Regions from separate parts of the Gossypium hirsutum genome. Here region 1 is linked to region 2. Evidence: chromatin contacts called from public Hi-C data. All regions are on one chromosome and are shown on one strand. The core of a region is the stretch at or near the end of the contact, and the rest is flanking DNA. Distances in the headings are between cores, read along the strand shown.

Region 1 (3,109 bases), core at 586-3,085, 140 kb after region 2:
ACACAGAATTTAGTGGCTCGACTCCAATCGTTTACTCCATTAACTTAGCTTTTCACCACTAAGGATTTTTCCAAATTCACCAAAGTTGATTAGAATCAATAAATGATGGAAGCTGTGAAAGTTGATTTTTTTGGTATTTGGACTAAATTTAAATTCTACAGTAGTTATTGTTGAGAAAGTTTTATTTGAATATCATCTAATTCGAACAAGATTAGGTTGATCAAATTTATTTGGACATTGAACATCAATTGATCAAAGTTGATCTATGTCGGTCAAATTAGTCAGTACCAATGATTTTTATTTTTTAATTTTCTTTAGAGTATGTATTTTTTAAATTATTTTTTGAAATTTTTTAAAAGTAGAACTAAGTTTTTAACTTTTTTTTTTAAATTTTGAAAATTTTAAAATTTTTATTTTTAATTTTTTCTATAATTTGTATTTTATTTTTAAAATGTTTAAATATTTTTATATTTTTTTAGATTTTTTAGATTTAGAATTTTCTAATATATATTAGTTAAATGTTGTTAAACTCCATGGGCTAAAATGGAGGACAAAATGAATTTTAAGTACCAAAATGTGTAAAAAAATAGGTACTAAAGTGAAAAAATTGATATAATTTAGAGGTAAAATAGTGAACATAATCTTTTTTTAATAGAAAAATAAGGATTTAATTTTTAATTTTATAAATATAGAGACTAAATCTTGAATTTATAAGTTTATAGATATTCATAAAATTTTATTTTAAATAAAAAATTATTGCGTTTAGTGTTTGAAAATAAATAATATAATTTAAATAAATAATTAATCTTTGTTAAATGAAATAAATTTTGATTGTTCAAATTCCTTTATTTTTATCTAAAATAAACTAAGAGCAAATATTTGGTAGGAGTTTTAGATTTTATAAGTAAGATCAAGAGGTTGACAAATGTCTCATGAAAATTTAGTAAAATATTAAAAAATATTTTTTAAAAAAGACGTAAGACTTTTTTAAAACTACTCGTGGAATAAAAAATATATATTATCAATGTACCAAATGTTAACCCGTAAATTAATAGTAGGTGGAGTGTGTTATATACTAGGATTTTGAATTATTTCTTATAAATATTTCAACTTTACAAAAGTAATTGGTCCAATTTTAGTTGGTGTCTTTGCCATACTTAAAATTGAAATTTAGTTGTTATATTTTATTTTTCGCATAACCAATCAATGTTAAGTCTAATGGTATGACAAATTGCACTTTTAAGGGGAAAGACGTGTATAAATCTTAAAAATAACATTATTAGAGGGGTAGCCATGAACACTGAACACATTGAAAAATGGACATAAAAAGTATCAAAAAAATTTATTTTAGCATAATTTAATATTTTATTTTTACAATGTTAACACATTAAACATTTCGATTAAAATATTTTGGCATAATTTAAAGCACTCGTTCCAACACAAAAATATTCACAACACAAGAAGTTGTAAAAGGGGTTTTTTGGGAAAAAAAATTACCAACATTTTAATTGAAACAATTAATAGTGTTTATTAAAGTTGAGGGATGAAATTATGTTAAATTAAGTTAATATGAATTAAATTTCAAATTTAAGCAAAGAAAAGGGACCAAAACCACAATTTAATCAAAATAATTTCCATGATAAAAATACTATTTTCTGTAATTGAGGATAGTAGCGCGTGATACCATTTATGTGGCGCTTGTGATAGAAAACATTCATTTCAACCATAAAAGTTTCATCCCAAAACTACCCTTAGAGGGAACCACTAATTTTGAGTGGGAACTAAAAACAAAATATTGAACTTAAATGTAATTTACTAACCTTCCTTTTTGCCGTTGTTTTCCCGCCTGCCGCTTTTCCTTTCATTTTATAAAAACCATGGGAAACTTCCCCGTAACTCCGAACTCGGAATCCGGAACCCAACTCACTCTTAACTCGTCGAATGAGTTAGCACTATCAGCTTGTTGATTCAGAATAGAAGCTTTCTTTGGGTTATCCTAATATAAGATCGCGTTAATACCGGGTACGTTATCGAGAAAAAAATCACAGATATATAAGACAGTTTCTAATTATAGTGATTTAATGACTCGATACACACTAATATCTCCATCATCTGTTTGATTAATTGCCTCACCTGGTAAAGCTCTTGTTTGTATCTGAGTCAGCTCATTTCAAATCCACCCATATAAAAACCTTTGATTTTTCCCAAATAGTTTGTTCTAAAGAAAGCGTTGGATATTTTGTTTGGGTTTGGGTTTTTTTTTTCCAGAGTATGGAAGGTGTATGTGAGACAAAGTCATGTACAACTGAGTTGAAATCTGTTGAATTTGGGAATCATGAAAATGGTTCTTTGATGGAGACTGGATTAGGGAATTATGGGTAACATCACGTTTTCTTTGCTTTTCAATTAATCTTCCGGTTTTTTTTTTTTTTGGTTTGATTGATTGATTGATTTGGTGATATATAATTTGTGGGTTGTTTTCTCTTTTTCTCATCGGTGTATATAATTAGGTGTTCACATTATAGAAGAAGATGTAAGATCAGAGCACCTTGTTGCAATGAGGTTTTTTATTGCAGACATTGCCATAATGAATCTAAGGTAACCCGTATTTTCTTAAAGAAAAAAGTGTTGATATTTATGGGGTTAATAATTAGCTTTTAGCTGATCCTTCTTTTTGTTTTCTGGAAAAAAAAAAAAGAATTCCCCGGAATCTAGTCCTCTTAAGCAGCATGACATTCCACGCCATGAAGTTGAAAAGGTTTGTTTATATATATGTATATCTGTATATAAATTGTGCTCCTTTGGAATGGCTTGTTTACTGATATGTCAAATAGTTATACATGATGGCAATGTGGAAGGGATTGCTGTAGAAATTAATTAATGAGATAACTCTAATATTACCCTGCTAAGAGTTCCTTTTGTTTCCATATCTAAGGGCAAAAATTAACACAAAAAAGGAAAAGAGAAATAGGACAGCAAATATGTAGTTATCAAATTGAATTCTTGCCTACGCTTTTTTCATTTTGGTGGTTCTTTTTTCATGCCCTTTTTGAGTGACAAAAAGCAAGTACGTAACTACAAAGAATCTGAAGGAGTTAACAATTATCAT
Region 2 (3,093 bases), core at 64-2,563:
TGTCTCTGGAGCTGCATTGATGCTAACATCAGGAATGCCACGAACAGTCGAAGGCCGGAGATTATCTTGATAAGCTCTCCAACTTGCCGCAAGATCAAAGGGTGATACCCTGTCTGCTTTAATGAACACCCGATACTCAAGAACCTCCTCATTATCTAGCTTAAATAGTGCCAGTCTAGCATGTCTAGCATCCCCTTGTAAAGTACCCCCAGTAAGCAACCGGTTTGGACCCTCCTCGACAATACAAGGCATGTAACCATGCTTAGGCTTCAACAAGAACTTGAAATCCAAAGTTTCTAAATTTAAACAGGTAAAACACACAAATAAGTAGAAAACTCCAATGAATTCCTAAGATTCACTTTAGCTACTATTTTTGAATCCAACAAAAATAAAAAAAATAAAAATAGAAGTAGCAAAAGCAGAAACCCAAACAGAGCCTTAAAATTTTACATCAGAAACCCCAAAGGTAATCTCTAAATTTGGAAACCTGATTCTTAAAAACGTAGAGGACTAGTAGACTATACAGTATTAATTCAATAGTGCAATGGAGTTTTTTTCAGCTTCAATAAAAAATTTAATGATAACATCTTCTAAAAAGTTGGTAAGTTAAAGGATAATCTTAATTTTCCCAACACCCATATTCTATTTAGTTTTCCCAGTAACCAAACAAAACCATATCCAAAAATGAAAGAACAGAAAAAAAAAAAAGAGTAGCAACCCTAGCAACACACTTTACCATGATTAGGAGGAACAACGAAGCTCAGCTCCCACATCGAAGCCGATTCTCGCTCCATTGAAAGCTATCACCATTTAAAAAAAAAACAAAATTACAATTACATAACTAAAAATTAATTCAAAAAAAATGAAACTAGAGAGAGAGAGAGAGATTACAGCTTTGGTTGAATCCCAAGAACCAACCAGAGGAACAGAGCCATAAATATGAGGGATAAGGTCTCCTTTCTTCTTGTAATTCTCCATCTTCAACGAAACGTAGAGTTGGCCACCGGCTTGGTCAAGGCTCTCCTCTCGTTCTTCACCTCCATGCAACCCTCCATCGGCGTTCCTCGATGTTCCCGTCCCCATTCAATTCGCCTCTCTCTTTTCTTATTCCAATAATTAAAAATTTTTAATAGATGTAAGCGGCACTTCAAAATTTAGGTTCAGCTGCTTTCATGGTTGAGTAAATACTGAAGGAAGTATATTCCTAGTTTTTCTTTTTTTTCTTATTTTTATTGTTTGGATGGATAAGAAAGAAGATTGAATCCAGAGATTTATATTTATTATTATAAGAAAATAAAATGGAGAGTCCAGAATTGTTTGTCTGCATTCATCACTTTTGGCATTTTCTTTTTCATTTTTTTTATAAATTTCCTAATTTTATTTTTTTATTATATTTTAAATTGTTGTCTATATATATTTTTATTTAGATTAATAACTGAATTTAATTTTCATCACATATTTTAGTGTTTTGTCTGATATTGATATTTATTATTACTAGAGGCGTTCATACACCGAGTTAGGTCCAATCAAAATTTTAGGCTCATTTGTTAGATTTGGGCTTGATCCGAATAAAATCCGGGCTCATCCCGGTCAGTATTAAATTTTTATATATAAAATTTTAAAAAATTATATAATATATTAAAAATACTAAAAACATTAAAATCAATATTTCTCAACAAATTGAAAATAAATTTAATTAAGTAAATACCTCTGAAATAGTAATAAAATTAATAATAAAATAAGAGTTATACAATAATCATAAAATAGTAACAACATAATAGTGAAATGGTAGTAAAATAGTGGAAAAAAATAGTAAAAAAAATTTAAAAAAATTATAGTTTTTTACATATTTAGGTCGGGTCAGGCCAAAAAAGCTTTACTCGAGGCCTAGCCCGTCTAAATAGGCCTTTTTTTTTCCAAACTCATTTTTCAGACCTATAATTTTTATTAGAACCCTCTCACTTTTTGAATAGACCTTCGAGAAGACTAAATTATCCGACTCATAAATAAGATCTAATTGTAACTCTATTAAAATTAGATAACATGGACAACGGGTTTATAAAAGTTACACATGTGGCACATTATTTGTTAATGCAATTGTGACAATTAACACCATGATTGGTTAACATCGTCCAATTTCAGATACTAATCTAAATAAATATATATATTAATTTTAACATTAAAGCCAATTTTATAAATTAAAAAAAACCTATTTACCCTTTTAATTCATAATATAACATATACATTTTGATTTTATATAAACATTTAATTTTAATTTTAATTTACTTTTCGCAAACAAATGAGAGCGTTATTGTTATGACATTATTTCAATTTATTGTATACTTTTGTACGTAAGGATTATCGTGCGTAAGCCTACAATTATTGTGTAAACACGTTCTAAATATGTTCGACCCTCAAAAAATACAACCAAGCCATTTGCCTAAAATTGGGTTTGGTTCCTTGATCAGTTTCGAAAGTTTCACTCATGTGAAAGGATTTGAATAAAAATATAGGCTCGAAAAATAAATTTTGATAAAAAATTAATGTTTATTTTTTAAACGAATCGAGCCTCGAGTAAGATTTTTTAAGCTCGACCCAACTCAAATTAGCCTAAACTTTCTTTTCTGTTATTTTTTGTTGTCATTTTATTATTTTATTGTTATGATTTGAATATTGTATAACTATTATTTTATGGTTAAATTTGTTACTATTTTAGAGGTATTTATTTGTTAAGTTGCAACTAACTTAGTGTTTTTCTTCCCAACATTTATTTTTGTATTTGATATATTATATTTTTTAAATTTACTTTTATATATAAAAAATTAATACAAACTAGCCGGATTAGGCTCGAGTTTAATATTTTTAATCTAAATCAAACTTGAGCAAAATTTTAGATCCATTTTCAGATCGAGCCAAGCTCAAGCCTAAAAATAAATCTAAAATTTTACATTGACCCGATCTGAATCCGATTCAACCCAATCTATAATCAAATCTAACCGTGTCTATATAATAAGAATCACATTTTCCTAATTTTTCAAAAGGAAAATATTTACTAGGATGGTCCTAACCTTTGAAGCAAAAAATCTAATCACG

The links. A called contact is a pair of places that touch in the nucleus more often than the background predicts.
Region 1: a contact with region 2 is called in a Hi-C map of leaf, with 2.3 times the contacts expected there. The contact joins the promoter of LOC107963835 here to the promoter of LOC107963840 in region 2. A contact is called at or near these places in 3 of 34 Hi-C or Micro-C datasets (all in leaf).

The regions. Positions count from the first base shown.
Region 1 is chrA03:5,519,148-5,522,256 of Gossypium_hirsutum_v2.1, forward strand. It overlaps LOC107963835 (E3 ubiquitin-protein ligase RZFP34), which reads left to right and starts at 1,836. Exons shown (of 12, transcript XM_016900331.2): 1 at 1,836-2,022; 2 at 2,269-2,378; 3 at 2,511-2,598; 4 at 2,699-2,758. The coding sequence starts at 2,272.
Region 2 is chrA03:5,380,332-5,383,424 of Gossypium_hirsutum_v2.1, forward strand. It overlaps LOC107963840 (6-phosphofructo-2-kinase/fructose-2,6-bisphosphatase), which reads right to left and starts at 1,314. Exons shown (of 23, transcript XM_016900336.2): 1 at 892-1,314; 2 at 737-800; 3 at 1-296. The coding sequence starts at 1,083.